Regions from separate parts of the Mus musculus genome. Here regions 1, 3, 4, 5 and 6 are each linked to region 2. Evidence: chromatin contacts called from public HiCAR-type and promoter capture Hi-C data. All regions are on one chromosome and are shown on one strand. The core of a region is the stretch at or near the end of the contact, and the rest is flanking DNA. Distances in the headings are between cores, read along the strand shown. Region 1 holds the start of Tti2 (TELO2 interacting protein 2). Region 2 holds the start of Unc5d (unc-5 netrin receptor D). Region 3 holds the start of Dusp26 (dual specificity phosphatase 26 (putative)). Region 4 holds the start of Adrb3 (adrenergic receptor, beta 3). Region 5 holds the start of Mak16 (MAK16 homolog). Region 6 holds the start of Rnf122 (ring finger protein 122).

What was found. Promoter capture Hi-C pulls out the DNA fragments that hold promoters and counts their contacts. HiCAR-type assays count read pairs that join an accessible place to other places.
Region 1: a promoter capture Hi-C map of embryonic stem cells shows a contact between it and region 2, with 6 times the contacts expected there. The contact joins the promoter of Tti2 here to the promoter of Unc5d in region 2. A contact is called at or near these places in 2 of 39 promoter capture datasets (embryonic stem cells and hippocampal neurons) and 1 of 115 datasets of contacts at active chromatin or transcription factors (astrocytes).
Region 3: a contact with region 2 is called in a HiCAR-type map of astrocytes, with 9 times the contacts expected there. The contact joins the promoter of Dusp26 here to the promoter of Unc5d in region 2. A contact is called at or near these places in 3 of 39 promoter capture datasets (embryonic stem cells, hippocampal neurons and liver) and 2 of 115 datasets of contacts at active chromatin or transcription factors (astrocytes and forebrain).
Region 4: a promoter capture Hi-C map of hippocampal neurons shows a contact between it and region 2, with 7 times the contacts expected there. The contact joins the promoter of Adrb3 here to the promoter of Unc5d in region 2. A contact is called at or near these places in 1 of 39 promoter capture datasets (hippocampal neurons) and 1 of 115 datasets of contacts at active chromatin or transcription factors (astrocytes).
Region 5: a contact with region 2 is called in a HiCAR-type map of astrocytes, with 6 times the contacts expected there. The contact joins the promoter of Mak16 here to the promoter of Unc5d in region 2. A contact is called at or near these places in 2 of 39 promoter capture datasets (embryonic stem cells and hippocampal neurons) and 1 of 115 datasets of contacts at active chromatin or transcription factors (astrocytes).
Region 6: a HiCAR-type map of astrocytes shows a contact between it and region 2, with 8 times the contacts expected there. The contact joins the promoter of Rnf122 here to the promoter of Unc5d in region 2. A contact is called at or near these places in 6 of 39 promoter capture datasets (embryonic stem cells, frontonasal cranial neural crest, hippocampal neurons and 3 more) and 1 of 115 datasets of contacts at active chromatin or transcription factors (astrocytes).

Annotation. Positions count from the first base shown.
Region 1 is chr8:31,148,299-31,151,598 of GRCm38.p6, reverse strand. It overlaps Tti2 (TELO2 interacting protein 2), which reads right to left and starts at 1,283. Exons shown (of 7, transcript NM_144927.3): 1 at 100-1,283. The coding sequence starts at 749. Snord13 (small nucleolar RNA, C/D box 13) reads left to right here and starts at 1,641; the gene lies at 1,641-1,738.
Region 2 is chr8:29,218,199-29,221,428 of GRCm38.p6, reverse strand. It overlaps Unc5d (unc-5 netrin receptor D), which reads left to right and starts at 1,793. Exons shown (of 18, transcript NM_153135.3): 1 at 1,793-2,187. The coding sequence starts at 2,091.
Region 3 is chr8:31,087,668-31,090,802 of GRCm38.p6, reverse strand. Dusp26 (dual specificity phosphatase 26 (putative)) reads right to left here and starts at 1,276. Exons shown (of 5, transcript NM_025869.4): 1 at 908-1,276; 2 at 501-643.
Region 4 is chr8:27,227,549-27,230,972 of GRCm38.p6, reverse strand. Adrb3 (adrenergic receptor, beta 3) reads left to right here and starts at 1,385. Exons shown (of 4, transcript NM_013462.3): 1 at 1,385-1,864; 2 at 2,223-3,424. The coding sequence starts at 2,554. It overlaps Gm45470 (a long non-coding RNA gene), which reads right to left and starts at 1,564. Exons shown (of 3, transcript XR_001778544.2): 1 at 1-1,564.
Region 5 is chr8:31,166,786-31,170,234 of GRCm38.p6, reverse strand. Mak16 (MAK16 homolog) reads left to right here and starts at 1,511. Exons shown (of 10, transcript NM_026453.3): 1 at 1,511-1,570. The coding sequence starts at 1,556.
Region 6 is chr8:31,110,189-31,113,281 of GRCm38.p6, reverse strand. Rnf122 (ring finger protein 122) reads right to left here and starts at 1,455. Exons shown (of 6, transcript NM_001368375.1): 1 at 1,110-1,455. The coding sequence starts at 1,134.

The DNA of each region.
Region 1 (3,300 bases), core at 34-2,533, 1.9 Mb before region 2:
TTCCTCGTCTCTAGTAAGCCACAACCGTTCCGGTCCTTAAGAAATCTATTATCTCAGCACCCCTATCTGTCTGATAATAGTGAAAAGAGCATTACTCACTTATTCAAATGGGGCTTAAGAAGCCCCAAGACCACAGCAAATCTCCCTCGATCGTCTTCATTTTCTCCGCATAGGAATCCTGCCACAGAACTGCACTCAGTAACTCTAAGCAATAAAGACAGCACCTCACCAGCAACATGCTGAGATGCTGGACTGGTCCATGGCTGCTTCAATCTGTGAGTGATGGCAAAAATATACACGGGTCCTGACATGTGACGGAGGCCTGTCTTCCACGCAGGGCAGTCGGGAGAACTCTTGGCAGCTTCAACCTTCCCCAACAGCTTTAGAAACAGTGAGCCAACTTCAGTCGCCTTCTCGGGCACTTCGGGATGCTCTTCGACCCCATCTGCCTTCTCCTCGGGTGCTGCGAACTTCTCCAGGGCTCTCACCACCTGCCCCAGGATCTCGGGCATCCCCCGGAGGGATCCCCCACTCCCACTCCCCTCAAAGAATCTGTCACCTTCGGCGGCTTCTATTAAAGCGCCGAGGTCTTTAAGAGCCGCATTTCTTGCGCCGCCCTGTCCTGATGACTTTGGGCGGCTGAGACGGTTCAGAATCTTGGAGAAGGCTGGTTCGAGGGCCGGGGGAGAGCCCTCTGCAGGCAGGGAGCAGCCGACCCCCGACTTCTCTTCGGCACTGTCCAGCTTCATTCCTAGTCGCACCGGAGGGGCTGGGCTCGCCCCCCCCGCCCCCCCCGGGGGGGGACAGAGACCAAATGGGGATGGTGTCTGGAGTCTCGGAGGGAAGGTCGTCCGGGGCTCGGTGTCCCCCAACGAACAGAACTAAAACCAGGCACAGCTAAAAGGCGAGATGTCTCACTGTCTTGACGCAAGGATCGAGTGTCAATCCACCCAGTAAAGTGGCTGTAAGAAGAGAGCCTCAAGCCGGGCAGTGGTGGCGCACGCTTCAGGAGGCAGAGGCAGGCAGATTTCTGAGTTCGAGGCCAGCCTGGTCTACAGAGTGAGTTCCAGGACAGCCAGGGATACACAGAGAAACCCTGTCTCGAAAAAAAAATAGGAGAGCCTCAAGCTCCTAACACGTAGCGAAATTTGTCTTTCCGAAAACTCAAAAAAGAAAAAAAAAACAGTTAATTTTAAAGACAAACTACTGAACCGTGACACCAAAAAGGCTCCCGAAACCAAGCGCTCTTCCAGTACGGTAGCTGTATTCCGCAACTTCCGGCCCTGGAGAGCATTGTAGCCGTAAAGCAAAACTAACTTCCGCCAGCGGAGCCGCAACGCTTCTTTTTACGACTCGCGACCAGAAAGCAACAAACAGTCCGTCAGAGAAGGAAGGGGTAAAAGGTGGAGCATGAAGGATATATTTGCATAACTAAGCGTTCGCTCATTAAGTTTGTTCCTGATTTCATCTGCTAGGCTAGAAACAAGAGAATTCTCGCAAAATCCTAGTAACAGTTTGAAATTGTACTAGATTTTGTGTGCAAAAGCTAAATAGAGCGGCAGCATATTAGTCACCCTCTTTGAAAAACTGGTGAGACTTACTCGATACTTCGCAAGCTAACAGTAAGGCCGATCCTTTCTGGTTCATAAAGCGTGATGATTGGGTGTTCACGCCATTGCGTGACATGTGCCGCCCATAAACCTTGTTACGACGTGGGCACATTACCCGTCTGACATGAACTTAGGAGGATCCTCCACTTCTGGTTCTTGTGTAGATTAGAGTTATGCCCTGTTTTTTACTTCTTGGTTCAGTCAGGTAGGATTACTGGTTAGGTAGTGGAAAGTGTCCAGGGTACCTGGGACTAATACATTATTACTAAAGTACATTCCATTCCTAAGAGAAACTGAAAGTGACAGAGTTATGCTTCTTACAAGTCGCTCTGGTACAATTCACTTCTTTCTAAGAAAAATTGTTTTATTAAGTTATTACTCTGATGTGTATAAATGCTTTGTTCACATGCGTATATGTGTACCTGGTGCCCCCCCTGGTCCCCGCGGAAGCCAGAAAACAGTGTCCAGTTCTCTGAACTTGAATTTCTGGAGTTTGTTAGCCATGGCATGTTCTTAACTGAACCATCTTTCCACTCCAAGACATGCTCTTCTTAGTGTTACACTATTTGCCACTACACTACCAGTGATGCCTGTGTGGCTTTTTTTCCCCCCTTCACTTCTCTGTGTGACCTCTTGCAAACGGCAATAGCTCAGATCTCTATGTCTTAATTTCTGTATTGGGGAAACAAATGTAGATAATTACTGGTCCCCATCTCTTAGGACTGTTGGGACAATTTTTAATGTACATAAATGCCGGGAACAATATCTGATCAGCATAAAGTTCATAGAGGTGTTAGTTCCCATTGTTATGCAACAGCACCAACATTAATTTACATTTCTTCTTTCCAAGAAAATCTGGTGATTAGAATTCTAACTCGGAACCTCTTTCTTCTGGCTTTTCCCACTCTGACCAATTGGTGGCACTCTGATCAATCACTGCTAACCACTTCCAAGAGAAACCTTCCCTTAACAAAAGCAGCTTGAGGCCAGTCAATAAGAGGTTATTGTGTCTGTACTGTGTGGGACGTTTCTTTTCTGTAGCATGTGCCCTTTGTGTCCAGTGGATCCAGACGCCTTTCAGACTTGAGGAGTGCTCTGTATTGTTGAGATCTCTCGCTGGGTTTCCCAAAGCCCGAGCCAGCCATGCCTTTACTTCTATCTAGTGCCTGGCACAATTTAGTCAAGGCAACAAATGTATCCTGAATGCCCATGTCCACGCACAGAGGACAGGCTGGATTGACCACCCACACAATGCAGCTACATGGAGCTGCGTCCACACAATGCAGCTTGGTGCAGCTGCAGTGAGGGAGAAAAAGCAGTCTCTGTGTAACACCATGGAACTCTGGGAATATAGATAGGTGGAAGGAGCAGAGGGGAGGAAGGGTAGATAGATGCTCTCTTGTAAGAAAGAAGGAAAGATAGAGAGTAAGATATATGCATTTCCTTGTGTGTTAAAGTAGAAATGGAAGGTAAATAACATGTATAAACAATTATGTGTCAGGAAATAACAGAATGAAGGAATAGAAGCAAGATCTCTCTATGTGTACTTTTATCGCTTTAACTCGGAAATCATGTGAAACCCTTACATAATTATTTTTAAGAGAAAATCAGGTGTGGTAGCGCATGACTATAATACCAACTTGAAGGAGGCTAAAGCAGGAAGATCCAGGCCAGCCTGGGCTAAACAGTA
Region 2 (3,230 bases), core at 544-3,043:
TAGGATTTGTTCAATGGTAATTTTGTTTTTCCACCATTTCATTCATCATATTTTCTAGAATTATTAATGTCAAACTAGCTTATCTATTTTTCAGATTCCCAAAATAAACTGACTTTATTTTTTGCTCCCTGTGGGGACAATAAAGAGAATTAACTATGGTCATAGAATATTGAAAATATAACTAAATTTTTCTTTCTTTCTTTTTAAACAGAAATGCTCATTTGTAAGGGGACTGTCACATAGTCTTCAGCCATACAGGAAGGCAGGCAATGAATGAGTAGTTTCTGGGAGACAGGTGAGGCGTATTTGGTAGATTAATTCTCAATTCACCTTCTCAGAAGGAAAGGACAAACCCCTCATTTACCAAGATTCTAAAGAGATTTCCAGGCAAGTCCCTGGCCAGGCCCCACATCAGTCTTTGCTTTGAAGTATCTGTTCCCCAGGGTTTGGTTTTCTCCACCAGGACCTAAACTTGTTATTGAGCTGCAAGAGCTCTGTAGGAAAAAATCAGCTCCTTCCGCTGACGTGCACAAGCCTGGTGTCTGCAGAGAGGGATGGCCTACCTGTTTATCGGGTAATCAATCTTTGTCTATCATCCCCTTTGTCTTTGGGAGCAAGTAAGTTAGTGTGATTACCTCCTTCACAACAATCTCTCCACCTCAAACCATTTTTTTTTTCCATACAGAGGTGTTTGGGAGCAGGTTGCACTTGGACAAGATTTTTGTTGTTGTTGTTGTTTGTGTGTGTGCATGTGTGGGCTAGTGAGCTTGGTAGCCATTGAGGAATCACTTGCCAATGCTGTCTTTTAATTGAAGCTTTCCATCTGTATTGAGAACCCAGATTTCTGACCAGCTGAGTACAGGGGACATTTTGAAAGCTTCTGACAGAAAGCCATGGTCTGACTGTGGAGACCTGGACAGGAAGCCAACGGTCTTGGGGAAGGGGGTTGTCGTCTGTAGCTGGTTGCCTGCTCCAGCGGATGGGGTAAAGAGACAACTTTGAGGCCCTTCCAAGATCAGGTAAAGATCAAGCCATCTAATAAAAGGGGACTGGGAAGGGAGGGGTGGTGTGCTTAAACAAATGTTCCCTTTCTTTCTTCTCTGAAGACTTTGAGCAGGTCTCCTTTTGAACTTTACTTACTTACTAGAAAGGCAATTTCGAGGGCCTGAATTGGAATGAACAAAACCACATTAAGTGGTCAGATGTGAAGCAGTTTTGAGAACTTTTGAGATTCCAGAGCGGCAAGTATTAAAAAAAAAAAAAAAAAAAAAAAAAGGTTTTGCTTCCTTAAAGTAAAATTTGATCCCATACATCCCCAGAAGCCCTCGATTCATTTCCCTCTTCGTTTTCACATTTGGGCACAGTTGAAGCTTATCATTGCCCCCACCCCCCACCCCCACCCTCTTTTCTCCCTAGCGCCCGTCCCGTCCTCCCCAGGACTGCGGGTAAAAGTGGAACTCAAAGTTGAGCGAAACCTTGGTTTCCTGGAAGCCGCTGTCTCACTCAGAGTTAGCAAGCCAGACGCCCACATTCTGCCGCTGGGCGCTCGCCTCCAAGAGGCCGGGCTGCTCGGCACAGCTTGCGCTCGCGCATCCTCGCCTCCGGCCGCCGGGCTCGGGCGCGCTGCAATCCCGCACGCGCGGGGGCCTCTGCAGCGGGGAGGCGGTGCCCGCACGTGCGGCGGCTGCGGACTCACCTGCGCCTCCCGAGCCCGGCCCCGCCCATCGCCCCGCCCCGGCGTGACTCATTGGCCGCCGCTCGGAGGGGTGGAGCAGAGGCGGCCCCGGGGCTCATTAGCGATGCGGTCTCCAGGCTCGGTTTGGTAGTCCCGGACCCGGAGCGGAGCTGGGGCTGCGGGCCGCTTAGCGGGGACGGCGGGCGGCGCCGCAGGAGGCGATGGGGGCGCGCGCTGCGTCCCGCTGCCCATCTGATATCCCTGTTCCGCTGCTGTAGGGAGCGGCGGTGGGGAAAAAGAGACTCGCCACAGACCACCACCTCCGGGGAAACCTACTGGCGTTGGCTCCCTGCCGTCGTTCCTCGCGGACTTCCAGGGCGTGGAAGAGGAGCGAATCCTGAGAGGAGCTCGGAGCATGGGGACAGGGGCTGCAGACGGCAGCCGCGGGGCGCGCCGGTGGCTCCCATGGCTAGGACTCTTTTTCTGGGCGGCGGGGGCTGCGGCTGCCCGAGGTAAGCGCTGGGTGGACAGCGGTGCGCGAGGGGAGCGGGACTCTCACCTTCGGCGTGGGTTTCCCAAGTTGTTCTGGCTTCTCTCCGCGCGCGTAGCCCGACTCAGTGGGAACCGTGTTAGAGGAGCTCCAGGGGACCACTGCCTTTCAACCCAAGTTTGCTATCTGCAGTAATCCTACAGGTTGCTCTGACCGGGCCCCCCCCCCCCTTGAGTTTGCACCCGCTGAGATTTTCCAACCTCCCTCCCCACCCTCCGCCCCTCAATTGTTGCAGACTGGAAAACTCGTCTTCCCTATATCCTCTCTCGCCTTGGTCCTCTCCACTTTTCCTTCTTGGGCGAGCTCGTCCCTGGGTGGGAGCCCACGGTGATGTTCGAGAGTGCATAGGGAAAGAGGCATGCCCGTGGGTTCCAATAGAGACTGCGCTTTTTTTCCCCTTCAGGGGGAAGCATCCAAGCTGGTCACTTCGCTCTGCACCAAGCCCCTCGGGCGACCCTAGTCTTGGCTCTAAGCCAGCAGTGGTTTTGCCTTACAGAATCTGCGAGGGGGCAAGAGCTCTGGGGAGTGTGTACCCTGGGGTTTAACTGCGCCTGCAGTGCCCAGCCGGATAAGCAGTTGGCCGGAGGGAGGCTGTACTCTCGGCGCATCCTCTCCCTATCGGGTGCTTATACCAGCTTAGAAGCGCGGGCCCTACTGAGCAGCAGGGAAATTTAGAAGCAGAGATTTCTCTGCTTCTAATAAGCTCAGGAGCCCCCCCCCCCCCCCCCACACACACACACATACACACACTCTTTTTCTAGATCCGCTGCACTCCAGCAGAGCATCAACTTAAAGATAAACCACACGGACCTGTTTTGAAGCTGATCACAGGCAGTTCCAGACAGCCCCAGTGCTGTGGCTACCTTTGAAATAATCTAGAAGCTTCCCTTTCCCTGCCCTTCTTTACCTTTCTTCTTTGCTGCTTGCCATCCAGCCGGCTTAGAATATGTAATTGCATTAAATGATTTACCTAACGCTTGTCTAGCAAGAGGTGGCACCGGGCTA
Region 3 (3,135 bases), core at 27-2,526, 1.9 Mb before region 2:
TGGAGACTAGGAGCTTGGGAAGATGGGCTCCTACTCTGAGCCTCACAGCTGGAAGAGACTGCCTTTGAGGCTTGCCCTAGGACATTTGGGCAGAGAGACAACTGTGGAAGATCTCCATCCATGGTCACTTCCCGCTATGGTCTGGCATGTTAGGTGGGCTAACCTGCAGCATCTCCCCCATCCCCTCCAATTTCCTGTGCTTCCATCAGCCTTAGGGGCCTCAACTGAATGTCCAGCAATAAGAAGCCATCTTGACCCATGGCCTCACAGTGATCCCACCACACGCTCCCAGCTGGCCTAGCTTTCTCTTCTCTAAGGGTCAGTCTTTCAGAACACACCACAAACAGGGGCAGTGGGGTCATAGCTAATAAAGGATGAGTCTCTACTCAGGAGTTCAGGGACAGATAGGTTTTCAATGGTTTGTTTAGAAGAAGCCCAAAAATCCAGTACTACAATCGACACCACCACCACCACCACCACAACCACCCCTCAGCACCTACCTCTACTCCTGGGGCTCAAAGACCCATCCTTTCCCTCCAATAACCTCTCTCAGAATAGATTCTGCTGCCTAAGTGCTGGTGAAAGGCACGGAGACTGGCAGGAGAGAAGAAGCAGGTAGCCGCTGTCCTCTGGACTATTCCTCCTGGTGTAGAGGATTCAAGTTCAGGCTGGAATACACCCCTGGGCCTTTTCCAATCCCATTAACCCGCCACCAGAGGCCCTGGCCGCTGCCCCCCTCCCTCCGTCTGCTGTCGCGGTAGTAACAGGTTCGTGGCTGTCGCCTTAGCCTTGTGCCAACCCAGACAGCCTGGCGCAGCGGGGAAGCAGGGCACAGCGAGACGTGCGGCGATGCTCCTGTGAACCTGCCCGGCCCCGACTCTTGTCCCCGCACCCCACATGTCTCTACCTCCTGGTCGCAAGGGTCTCAGATCCCGAGGTGGCCTGCGGGCTCCCGCAGTCCGGTGCCCATGGCTCTTTCGCGGCCCCCGCCGCTGCGCCGCCGCCCCGGCGCGCAGGTGGATGGCAGCTATTTTTACGCCATGACACGCACATCGAAGCAGGTTCCTCTCGGTGTGCGCGCTGGTGACACCCAGGGACACCGTGTCACGCAGCGGTGGGAGCCGCCACACCGCAGCGACACAGCCCGCCCCTGTTTACAGCCCCGCGCAGGCCCGCAGCCCCGCCTCGCGTGCACGCCAGGGCTGCTGCCCTGTAGACCAATGGCAAAGCCTTGTTGCAAGCCTTTCCAGACAGGGTCTATATACACTGCTCGCTCTTCCCAGACAGAATTCATGAATTGCAGACGGCCTGCCCTACTCTTTTCTACGCGCTAGAGAACAATCCTCAGCTACCCTTACTATTAATAGCGTTTACCATATGCTAGGCACTTCACCTGTCTTAGGGGACTTTTATACGCATCAGAGGTGCATCAGACAGGCATCTTCATCTGCATTTGGGGAAGGGAAGATACTGAAGTACAGAGAGGCTAAGTCCAGGTCAGCAGCTAGGTATTGATAGAGCCAAGCATCCGAGGATGGTAATGAGACCCCCAAGTTCATGCTATGACTCTTCCAACCGTGCTGCCCATTCAAGGGAGTATGCACTTTGCATTTCAACCAGAAAGCCATTTCTGCATTTTACAACTGTACACTCAACCCAGCCCTGAAGAAATTAATCGTCATTTCTTTCTCACATGATGTCGTTCAGTGGTATCTGCTATCACCTGTTTCTCTATATGGTCAGCGTCAAGATCGTTAAGTATTCAGAGTCAAGAGTCAAGATCGGTGTTGCCTTTCCTAAGAGTCTCTTTCATTGCTTGTCTTTGTTAGGGTTTCTATTGCTGTGATGAAACATCCTGACCCCGAGGAAAGGGTTTATGTGGCTTATACTTCCATATCACTGTTCATCATCAAAGAAGTCAGGATAGGAACTCAAACAGGGCAAGAACCCCAAGAAAGGAGTTGATGCAGAGGCTATGGAGAGGCACCACTTACTGGCTTGCTTCTCATGGCTTGCTCAGCCTGCTTTCTTATAGAACCCAGGACCACCAGCCCAGAGATGGCTCCACCCACAATGAGCTTGGCTCTCCCCCATCAATCATTTATTAAGAAAATGCTCTACAGTCCTGTCTACAGCCTGGTCTTATGGAGACGTTTTCTCAGTAGAGATTCCCTCCTCTCAGATGACTTTAGCCTGTGTCAAGTTGACACAAAACGACCCCACACACTGCGTGGAGAGACCCAGGATGGGGAGTCCGAATGACTATGGTCAGATGGTGCGACTGAGAAGCAGGCAGAGCCCCAGCTACCTACAGGAAGGAAGCAGGAGTCAGGGAAGCAGAGGCAGGCTAGTTAGGAGATGGAGGTGGTGTCTACTGTGGTTGAGATTGGGAGCTGGGACAATCTGAGCTCAGAGAATAGATGAGGATGTAGTCTGTGAACCAAGGGAAGCATCATGAGACACAGCACCAAATACCCCAGTGTTGCAGACTGCCAGGTACCTCCCTAGGCTGCCGTCTGAGCCACCCACCGCTCCTCTCAAGAGGCAGGCTTCCATCTCAACGTCCTCCATCTCTCCTTGTTCCTTTCTGACACGGCACTTCACCTAGAGATGAATTCCCCATTGCCTGAAATAATTGACCTAAGAAGTCTGAGATTTTGATGATTTAGGTCTAGGAAAACCTTGCAACAGTTACCATGAAAGAAGTCGTGAAAGGGCACTTTGGTAGGTGGAGACATGATCAGGAGTTCAAGGCTAGCCTCAGTCACATTGTGATTTTTGACATCAGACTTTGCCTTTGAAAAAAATAGATGGCCTAGGGATGTAGCTCATGTAGTAGACTGTTTGACTGGGTTGCGTGTAATCCAAGCACTCAGTAGGATCAGACATTTTTTTTTTTTTTTTTTTTTTTAGCTGCATAGGAAGTTAGAGGCTAGCAGGCAGGTAGACACAATGTTGCCGATAAAGCTCAATTTTGTTGCTATTGTTTGTTCTGATGTAAGCTCTTGCTTTGTAGTTTAGATGCCCTTGAACCTTATAGCTCCTAGCCCCATCCTTCTAAATGCTGGGGTTACAGGTGTGTACCACCATGCCCAGCTCCTTCTGATCCCCCCCATTTTTTTTATACTTCTTTGT
Region 4 (3,424 bases), core at 136-2,635, 2.0 Mb after region 2:
ATGGCATGTATTTGTTTTAGAGATTGCTTGCTGAGAATCTTATGACACCCCTTTGCGATAACTGGCAGCGCTCTGGGGTGTTGCAAAACCCTGACTTGGGTGCAATCACCCTGATGACCAGCAAGAAGCCACAGCCAAAGGCAGCCTTCACACCACCCTGGCATGGCTGGGACAGGAGCAGGGGCAGGGGCAGCAGAAGGGAGCTCTGACGGCTGCATCCATGGGACAGGGAAAACCTTTGCTTGAGAGCCCCTGACAGTCCTGCTCATGGGTGAGTGAGCTGCTGAGTCCCTGGGAGCCCAGCTGGCCCTTTTTCCTCAGGGATAATTTTAGGTTCTCTCTTCCCCTTCCAACCTTTCTGACTCCCAACCCCTGGTTCAGCCTCCCGTGGGGATTGCCTGGACCAGTGGCTATAGAGGACACTTTTAAAATATTGAGCTACTCAAAAGAACATGCCAGGGGGGTACCCTGGAGGCATTTTCCACTATATTTGTTTTTTTCTCTCTTTTGCCCCATTGTTTCGGGGTGGAAATGAGACAACTCATGGAGCAGTCTTGACAGGCGTCCCTAACCCTGGTATTACATGTGAAGGCCATCACTTCAGGCTTCTTTATTCGCATCCCAGGAATCATCAAACTCAGGTCCTTCTGCTTGCAAGGCAAGCACTTCACTCATTTAGCCATTTCCCTAACTCCCAGAGGCTTATTTCTAAGCCTTTCATGCCCACATCCAATTTGGAAAAATTTTGACTGGGAGATTGGATGACAGGGTCAGGTCCTATAAGTCTGGGTGAAGGGAGGGGGCTCAGAGGCGCTGATCTTACTGTATAAGAAACTTCAGAGGCATTAAAATACCAGGCTTATCCTTTTATGCACTCCAGATATGCAGTACGAGGGCCCCGGGAGATGGCACAGTAAGTAAGAGTGTTTGTTCTGCAAGCCAGGGGCACTGAGTTCAAATCCCCAGCACCGAAGTGAAGAGGTGGATGTGGCCGCACACACCCACGATGCCAGCCTTGGGAAGCAGAGGCAGGCGAATCTCAAAAGCCCAGACTCCACCGTCCTAGCCAACGCAAAAGCTTTCTGGCCCTGTGAGAGACCCTGTCTCAAGGTAATAAACTGGAAAATAGTAGAGGGAGACACCTGATGCACCCACACGTTCACATGCAGACACATGACTCCCTCGACTCTAGTTTCTTATGAAGAAATCTCCAGCAAGTGGATGAGAACTCTTTACCATGGGGAAGGTGACAAACATTAGCTTTGGATAACTGAGTGTGGCGATAGACCTGTGGTCCTCACCCTTCCTCAGGCTGCGACCCTTTAATACAGTGCCTCATGTTGCAGTGACCCCAATCATAACATTATTTTAGTTGCTACTCCATAATTGTAATTTTACTATTATTCTGACTCGTGATGTAAATATCTGATATGCAGGATATCTATCTGATATGTGAACACGGTGGGGACTGCAAGCCACGGGTTGAGAACCACTGTGCTAGACAGCCTCAAATGCATCCTTTCTCTCTCTGTCTCTCTCTGTCTCTGTCTCTCTCTCTCTCTTTCTGTGCTGGACCTCAAGCATGTTAAGTATGCACTCTACCACCGAGATACACCCCTCCCTCTCCAAAACTCCATCCTCTCATTTTAATGTGTCTATCACTTCAGAATTTGAAGGGACTTTTCTAGAAATTTTCTAGGAGAAAGGTGTGTGGACTGGGCAGTGCAGGAGGAAGATGGAAACCAGAAGCCCTCAGCATCCCAAGCTACACGATGCCATGTCAAACTAGAGTGACTCCTGAAACAAGCGGGTGTCTCCAGTAACTGAAAAGAAGAAGAACTGAAACAGCAGACAGGGACAGAGGGTGAGCGAAATTGAGGAAAGGGAAGGGGACGGATCTCATCAGCTGGGAGAGAAAAGGATGCCAGCCACCTCTGGTTGGTGGCTTCACAAAAAGAGTCTTAGAGTTGGGAATAGTGGCGCACAGATCTGTAATCCCAGCACTGGGGAGGTTGAGGCAGAAGGATCTGGAGGTCCAGACCAATCTGGGCAACATATAGAAAGACTATCTCAAACAATAAGATACCTTAGGGAGAGCATCCAAGCAGAAGAGGGGCTATCTTGGATGGTTTGGGTTGTTCGGTTTTGTTTTGGTTTGTTTCTGGATGGTTGCCTTCCTTGTTGGGTAAAGGATAGGGTGCGGGGGTTTCTCTTCTTTGCAGGGTTGCCTCAGGTTCTGCCAGGAAGGAGCTGCTGAGCTCCAGGAAACCGGTGCTGAGGGAGTGTCAAGACAGGACGCCCCTCTCCACCCTCCAATTCCCACCAGAGGCCTCTCTTGTGACTATTGGACGCTGTTCCTTTAAAAGCAGCCACTCCTCCCGGCAACTAGGGTGTACATGGGGGGTGAGATGGAGGGAAGCTGACAGACTTACCCCAGCAATTAGGGAAGATGGCCCAGGCTGGAAGAGTCGCTCCCAAGCCCTACTGTCCCCTTCCCTAAGCCAGCGGGTCTGGGGAGGAGGGGGAACCTTCCCACCCCAGGCGCCACACGAGATGGCTCCGTGGCCTCACAGAAACGGCTCTCTGGCTTTGTGGTCGGACGCCCCTACCCTGGACCCCAGTGCAGCCAACACCAGTGGGTTGCCAGGAGTACCATGGGCAGCGGCATTGGCTGGGGCATTGCTGGCGCTGGCCACGGTGGGAGGCAACCTGCTGGTAATCATAGCCATCGCCCGCACGCCGAGACTACAGACCATAACCAACGTGTTCGTGACTTCACTGGCCGCAGCTGACTTGGTAGTGGGACTCCTCGTAATGCCACCAGGGGCCACATTGGCGCTGACTGGCCATTGGCCCTTGGGCGAAACTGGTTGCGAACTGTGGACGTCAGTGGACGTGCTCTGTGTAACTGCTAGCATCGAGACCTTGTGCGCCCTGGCTGTGGACCGCTACCTAGCTGTCACCAACCCTTTGCGTTACGGCACGCTGGTTACCAAGCGCCGCGCCCGCGCGGCAGTTGTCCTGGTGTGGATCGTGTCCGCTGCCGTGTCCTTTGCGCCCATCATGAGCCAGTGGTGGCGTGTAGGGGCAGATGCCGAGGCACAGGAATGCCACTCCAATCCGCGCTGCTGTTCCTTTGCCTCCAACATGCCCTATGCGCTGCTCTCCTCCTCCGTCTCCTTCTACCTTCCCCTCCTTGTGATGCTCTTCGTCTATGCTCGAGTGTTCGTTGTGGCTAAGCGCCAACGGCATTTGCTGCGCCGGGAACTGGGCCGCTTCTCGCCCGAGGAGTCTCCGCCGTCTCCGTCGCGCTCTCCGTCCCCTGCCACAGGCGGGACACCCGCGGCACCGGATGGAGTGCCCCCCTGCGGCCGGCGGCCTGCGCGCCTCCTGCCACTCCGGGAACACCGCGCCCTGCGCACCT
Region 5 (3,449 bases), core at 262-2,761, 1.9 Mb before region 2:
CCTCAGATGTTTACCACAAAGGTCATATACTTTGCTGTACTGTAAGGCTGCATATACTTTGGGTCTGGGTTCCTCCTGGTTTAATTTCCTACTGATCTTTCCTCTTGCTCTCCGTTCTCTAGCCCACACTTTTCCTTTGTCTGTTTTTACTCCAACTATCTCCTTAAGTGTAGGGCTCTTCATTATCTTTCCTTAAAAGGCACACACACCCTGATGCCACAACTTACTGCATTACCTCAATGTGATTCTCTACCTAATTATCACTTACTTCTACCGCATTCTCCCAATAAACCTTCCTTTCTTAAAAGATATTTTATTTACATTTCAAAGGTTATTCCCTTTCCTAGTTTCCCCTCCGAAAATCCCCTACCCCCTCCCCCTGCTCCCCAGCCCACCCACTCCCATTCCTGGCATTCCACTCCAGGCATTCCCTTATACTGGGGCATAGAACCTTCACAGGATCTAGGGCCTCTCCTCCCATTGATGACCGACTAGGCCATTGTCTGCTACATATAAACCTTTCTAAAAGAACCTGTCTCCACTAACTTACTTTGCGTTATCCTCATCGTTATCACCATTGCCAGCATCCGGCTATGACCTCCCTGTAAAACTCAAGTTGGTCTCAAGCTCCCGAACCAACCTCCCCACTAGCTGAGTGTTCACAGCTGCCTCGTTGCTTTTACAGCACTTAACAGTACTTAAACATTATATTATACAGTTTATGGTACAAGTCTCTGAATCCCATTGCTAAGTAAGGACCTTGAGGGTGTAGAACATTGTTCCCCTTCATTGCTCTGTCCGGGACTGTATTTGGCACATGACAATTTCTTCAAAATCACTTGAACTACTTAATGGCTTTCAAAAGGGAGAACTGGGGAAGCAACCCTCATTTTATTATCACTCCTGCTGACCTTTTAAAAGCACTTTCTCAGGCCTGGATAATGGCTCAGGAAGGAGTGTGAGTCTGGTAACCCGAGTTTGATCCTTACAGAAGGAGCAAGGGAGCGACAGTAGAATCTGTCCGTTTGGGGGTCACATGCATACAGGTTTTTTTCGTTTGTTATGTTGTTTCCCCATACGACACTGCCGTGTGTGTTTCAAAGTGAGAACGGAGATGGCTGCTAGAAGTTCCCGCGGGTTGGTAAAAGAGCTGACGGCTTCAGGCTTTCCAGGCACGCGGCCACGGCCAGAAATGGGACGGTAATTAGCATTAAAGCCCCGCGCGTGCACAAGTGACTCGGAGGGTGCGCCTTGGGTTAGAGAGGACAAAGAAGCCCCACTTTTTAGAGGTTTGGAGCTCGCGCAGAGACACAGCAAGCAGGACAAGACGATATGTGCGCTCCTAGGGCAAGGGCTGCCGGAGGCGAGCACGCCAGGATCCAAGCGTGCGCTGGCGCGGAAGCGCGCATGCTCACTGTGCCCGGGGACGTCACGGGCTTCTGGGACACTGAGACGTTCTCGCGATAGGTTAGTGGCTCTCCGGAAGTGGCTCCGCGGAAGAAGCGTGGCCGCTTCCCCGGTCCTTCCTAATGCGGCGAGCTGAGCTGCCGGCACCATGCAGTCGGACGACGTGAGTTTTCCTCCTCTCGCCTTGGCACCACTGGGTTTTGCGCGGCATTTCGCTCATTTAGGATTCAGTCCCGCACGCTCAGACGGCCCGTTTGTCTCCGCTTCTCCCGGATGGCGAGACTTGCAGAGCCCCGATTTCCGATAGTGGCTTCCCACGCGCGTGTAGAAGGCCAGGCCACCCCAGCCCCAGCCCGCCGGGTGGGCTTCCTTAGTCCCTAGTGCTTGGCAGTGAAGCCCTTTGTGCCAGCTGCCATCTGAACGGCAGTTGTCTCGGGGTGGCAAGGCGGGAGAGATGCGATGTTTAAAATCCGTGCTTAGGGAACTCCTCCATGAGCGCTACCTCTCCAGTGTTAGGCTTTTTATTTTGCTCTGCAGCCTGCCCGAGGCGTAGTTTCGGAAGTAAGACTTCGTTTGTCTGTTCACAGAGTTGTAAGTACATAGCCAGTATCCAACTGGTGTAGGTTCAGTGTGATGATTGGTTGTTAACAGTCGGGCAAAAGACATTTAAAAAAAACCAAAAAAACCTCTGCTCTCATGAGCACTCTGGGGATGGAGAATAACGGTACTATGAAAGAGGAGTAATGGAGAAAGAGCGGTAGATCAGTCACATTGGGCTAAAAACCCCAGAATTGGGACTGAGGCAGCCACTGAAGAGCCGTAGGAATAGTAAAGGTACAAAGATGAGAGATAGGGAAGGACTTGTTACAGGAATCCAGAGGATGAGGGGGAGACTGGATTTGATAGGCTTGCCCGGACAAGGTCAGGGAGAACCTTGAAGGAAATGGTTTCCAGGTCTTTTTTAGTGGGAACTAGGGAGAACTGTTGTATTTTTTTTTTTTTTTAATTTAAGAAGAGCGTGAAAATGAGAGTTGCACTGGGGTATGTTTACCATCGGGATCCTTTTAGAGATGCTAAGTGGGCAGCTGGGCGCACAGACAAATCCGGTGCCCAGGAAAGAGGTGTGACCAAATGATGTGTAAGAGGTCTGACCACGAAGCTGAATAATACACCCACTCCACTTCTCGTTTCCTACAATCCTTACCCCTGTGTGTTTTATTCTTTGGCCCTTCGTTCTTCCCCCCTTTAACTGCTCTAGGGTCCTTCTTGGCTCTTCAGTGCAGTCCATCTAGAGACCTTTATGCTCACACACACACCCCCATATGTGGCTTTAGTGATTGCAACTTGATGCACCGTTTTTATATACTATGCACTTCACCAGGTTCCGGGATGTAAGGACCGTAGGATTGTTCTCATCCAGCAAACGCCAGGGTTTGTGTTTGGAGACGGCAGTGCCTTTACTTTAGAGTGCAGAACACATTAGAGAGACAAGGTAGAAGGTAATAAGGTTGTGATGATGGTGTGTATATCTAAGTATCTAGTGCTGTGCAGAATTGGACAATGGATAATGAACACATGTAAAAAAAGTTACAATGTAAATGTGATAGGGCTCATTTTGTTCACACTATACATAAGGGCATACTACAGATGCTAGAATGTATGTATGTATTGAAAATAATTCTGGGGAAGTAGTTACTAACTATAAATGAACTTCTGTTGCTGAGTAATAGGGTATGGTCGTATCTGCATTTAGGTTTTTCTTGCGACTTTGTTGTTGTTTATAAGAATATATGTATTCATGTTAGGGGACGAGCGAGGCCTATTAAAAGATAGCTCTATCTTTTCATTCCCTAAAGACCCTTTCCTCACTGTGACACCCAGCAATGTGCTCTGACATGGTCCTCATCATCTTGTGTGTTTGTGCTTTGGTGGTGGTGTTGCTGGAGCCTACAGTGAGGGCAAGGATTGAGCCATGGAGCACCAGCTGCAGGCCAGAGAGCACGGCCTCTTTTTATATTAAACAGCATCTTTGGGGCCAGAGC
Region 6 (3,093 bases), core at 206-2,705, 1.9 Mb before region 2:
GCCCCTCCTCTCCATTACCAGCCTATCACACACAGCTTGGTTCATTTTCAGGAAATTAGATCCGACCAGCAAAAGGAGGAAGGAGGGGGGATGGGGGCTACTCATACACATGCGGCCCAAACCCTGCTTTAAAACAAAAGACTCTTGAAATAATTAGTCCAAGATCATGCAGAAGTCTACTTAAGAATGGATTTTTCACAAGCAACCAGACTGCCATACCAAAAAACTTAAAAAAAAAAAAGTTAGCTTCTTTCCACCTCGCCAACTTGCCTAGAAAAAGTGATCAAGATTTTGGGTACTTCTGGGGGAAGGGTGGGTGGTATTAACATCGAAGACTTGGCTCAGAAAGATCCAACAGGTAGCCTAGACAGGAAATCCAGACCCGCTTTCTAACCTGTAACACCTGAGCTGCCCCAAAGCCTCAGATGAACTAATTTAGCATCATCACGCGGTGGGGTGTGGGAAGCGGTTGGTGGTGGGTGGCTGGCTGTGCTGGAAGGTACCGTCACCACCTAGGCTGAAAGCAGACCCCAGGGTCTGGCCTTATTGCCAGAAAGCAAAGCTTTTGCCAGGCCAGCCCTGAGCTGGGGGCCCAGCTTTCTTTCTGCAAGGCTTTATCTATTCAGTAAAGCGACGCTCTTTTAATCCAGCGTCTGGCCCCTAGGAGCCAGTGAAAACCAACAAAGAAAAAGAAAGTCACCCCGCGCCTTGTCCCGCACGCTGCACTGTATACATATTTAAAATAGCCTGCAAAGTTTCAGAACCGGAACTTGAGCTCCCTCTAGGAGATCCTAGCCCGAGCGCGGATTTAATTCTCCAACCACCACAACAAAGAACAGAGTTTGAGAGCGCACAAAGGCAGGCGAAGGGGTAGAAGAGATGGACCGCCATACAAAGGCCGGGAAGACTCGGCTCACACGCCCCTGGCCCTCCACTCGCTTCCAGACCCCCTTTATTCCCAACAAAGTGAATGGGATCTTTCTAACTGCGCGCTGTGCAGAGCCCAGCAGGGCGCCAGGACGCCTTCTGGGCCGTCCCAGACACCGGGAAACTCGGCTCAGGACCTGAACCTGCGCGGTCCCTGTTCTCCCACCGGTCCAGGGACTCACCGTTACACCACTGGAATGGGTGCATCAATGAAGTCAAGGTCGGCTTCCGGGAGCAAACCGAGGCAAGGTGTTGGAGCTGGAGGGGCTGTGCACTGAGACCGCCGGGATGGAGATGCAACTCCCGGAGGAGTGGAGTCAAGGGTTACAGAGAGGCCGGTTTGCAGAGCAACAAAGAGGGCAGAGGAGGAAGCAAAGTCTTTTCGGAGCGAAGCCCTACCGAGGGCCCGGGCCGGGAGGGCAGCCGAGAGAGCCGGGATGCCCGGCCGAGAAGGCAGTAGCCAGGACACGAAGCCGGGCTTGGGTCCCACTGCGCTGAGCAGTGCGCGCTGGGATTCCGAAAACTGACACCGCACGGCTCACACCCCCCTCCCTAGGACTGCTCCCTCCCGGGAGCCCGCCCCCTTTTCGTCACCTGCCCTCCGGCCAATGGGAGCCTTTCTCCTGCCCTGGGGTATTATTTACAAGCCAGTTTACCCTCTGGACAGGGGAGCTTTTTTCTGGGTAGATTCCTACCCCGCCTCCTAGCCAGACCTGGGGAGTCCCTAGCCTGCAGAACGGCGTGAGAGGCGACGCCTGCAGGGGGCGAAGATCGCCGCCTCCTAGGACCCGGGCGGGGAGGGCTATGGTGGTGGAATGACACGAGGATTAGTGCCACTTTTGTTTTCCGCCTACAGATCCGTGTCTGTCTCGAATTTCTATAGCTCTGTAGAAGGCAGTCCTGGGAGTTGGTTCCACTTGTCCTTCGCCTTTAGACCTGGTTATGCGTGGCAGCTAGCGCATTCCCAGACCCACCGCGAAAGGAGAGAACTGAGGCAAAGAGGGCAAAGCAGATGAAACTCAAAACTCCATCTTCAAAGGGCTATTGTTCTCACATCACTTCAGGACAGAGCCTTCTTTTACAAACAAGAATAAGGCCTAAAGCTGAAGGCCATACCGTGCCAGGATTCCAATCTCCTAGACTGTGGCGAAAACCCGGAAACTGGCTTTGTCAATGGCCGGGACAGGGGTCTTGCTTCGGTGTTGAATGGACAGGGGATGAAGGGGGGGGGGGATCTCAAATCTCCATGTAGTATTATTTATTTTGGATGACATTGCATAGTTTATTTTATATGTTTATTATTTTGCTAATGGAAAGCTATTTGGTCCTAACTGACCTCCAACTCCAGAGATCTGCCCTCCTCTGTCTCCAGGGTGCTAGGATGAAAGGCCTGTGCCACCATACTCAGGCTTGTTTATGTATGCTTTTGTTTATCTTTCCACTTAAAAGAAAGTATTACCATCAGTGCATAGAGTATCATTGAAAGTACCCCGGTGCAAGGCGCCACAGCCACGTTCAGAAGCAGTGTGTTGAGTAGACCCACAAATAAGCAAGCAAAACGGCCTGCTCTTCCTTTGTCAGGACTTATCATCCCACTATTGATTTGTTGGAACTGAGTCTCTGGCCCCTGAGCGAGCTAATGCATGCGAATGAATGTTTTGCCATTTCCAAGCACAGTCGTTAAAGTATCAAATATCCTGACCTGCATCTCAGGGCTGCTGGAACAAATGCAATCTTCTTATCTCTGGGGATGGTCGGATAGTCTCCAAATCCAGAAGGCCTTTGTGGACGGTGATTGTGGTGTTTGCATATACACCGTACTTCCCTTAACATCAAGTTGCATACCCCCCACCCCCCAATATTTGTGTAACTTAACAATATGGAAGGCTCACTGTAGTTCATCAATTTAGTGGGGGCAGTGTCGTGTACAGATCAAATTTCTAGGTGTTGTTGTTATTGTTATGAAACAGGGGTTATTAACTATGTAGCCAGGCTAACCCCAAACATAGAGGTTTGACTACCTCTGTCTCTTGAGAGTTGTGTATGTGGCACCACCGCCTGGCTGTCTTAGTGGGATCACTGCAAAGGGTTTCTAAAGGCCTCTCGGATCCTCCCCTAAACCCCACCCCCTCCACTTTAGAGCCCCAGGGAGAAATGTGACATTTA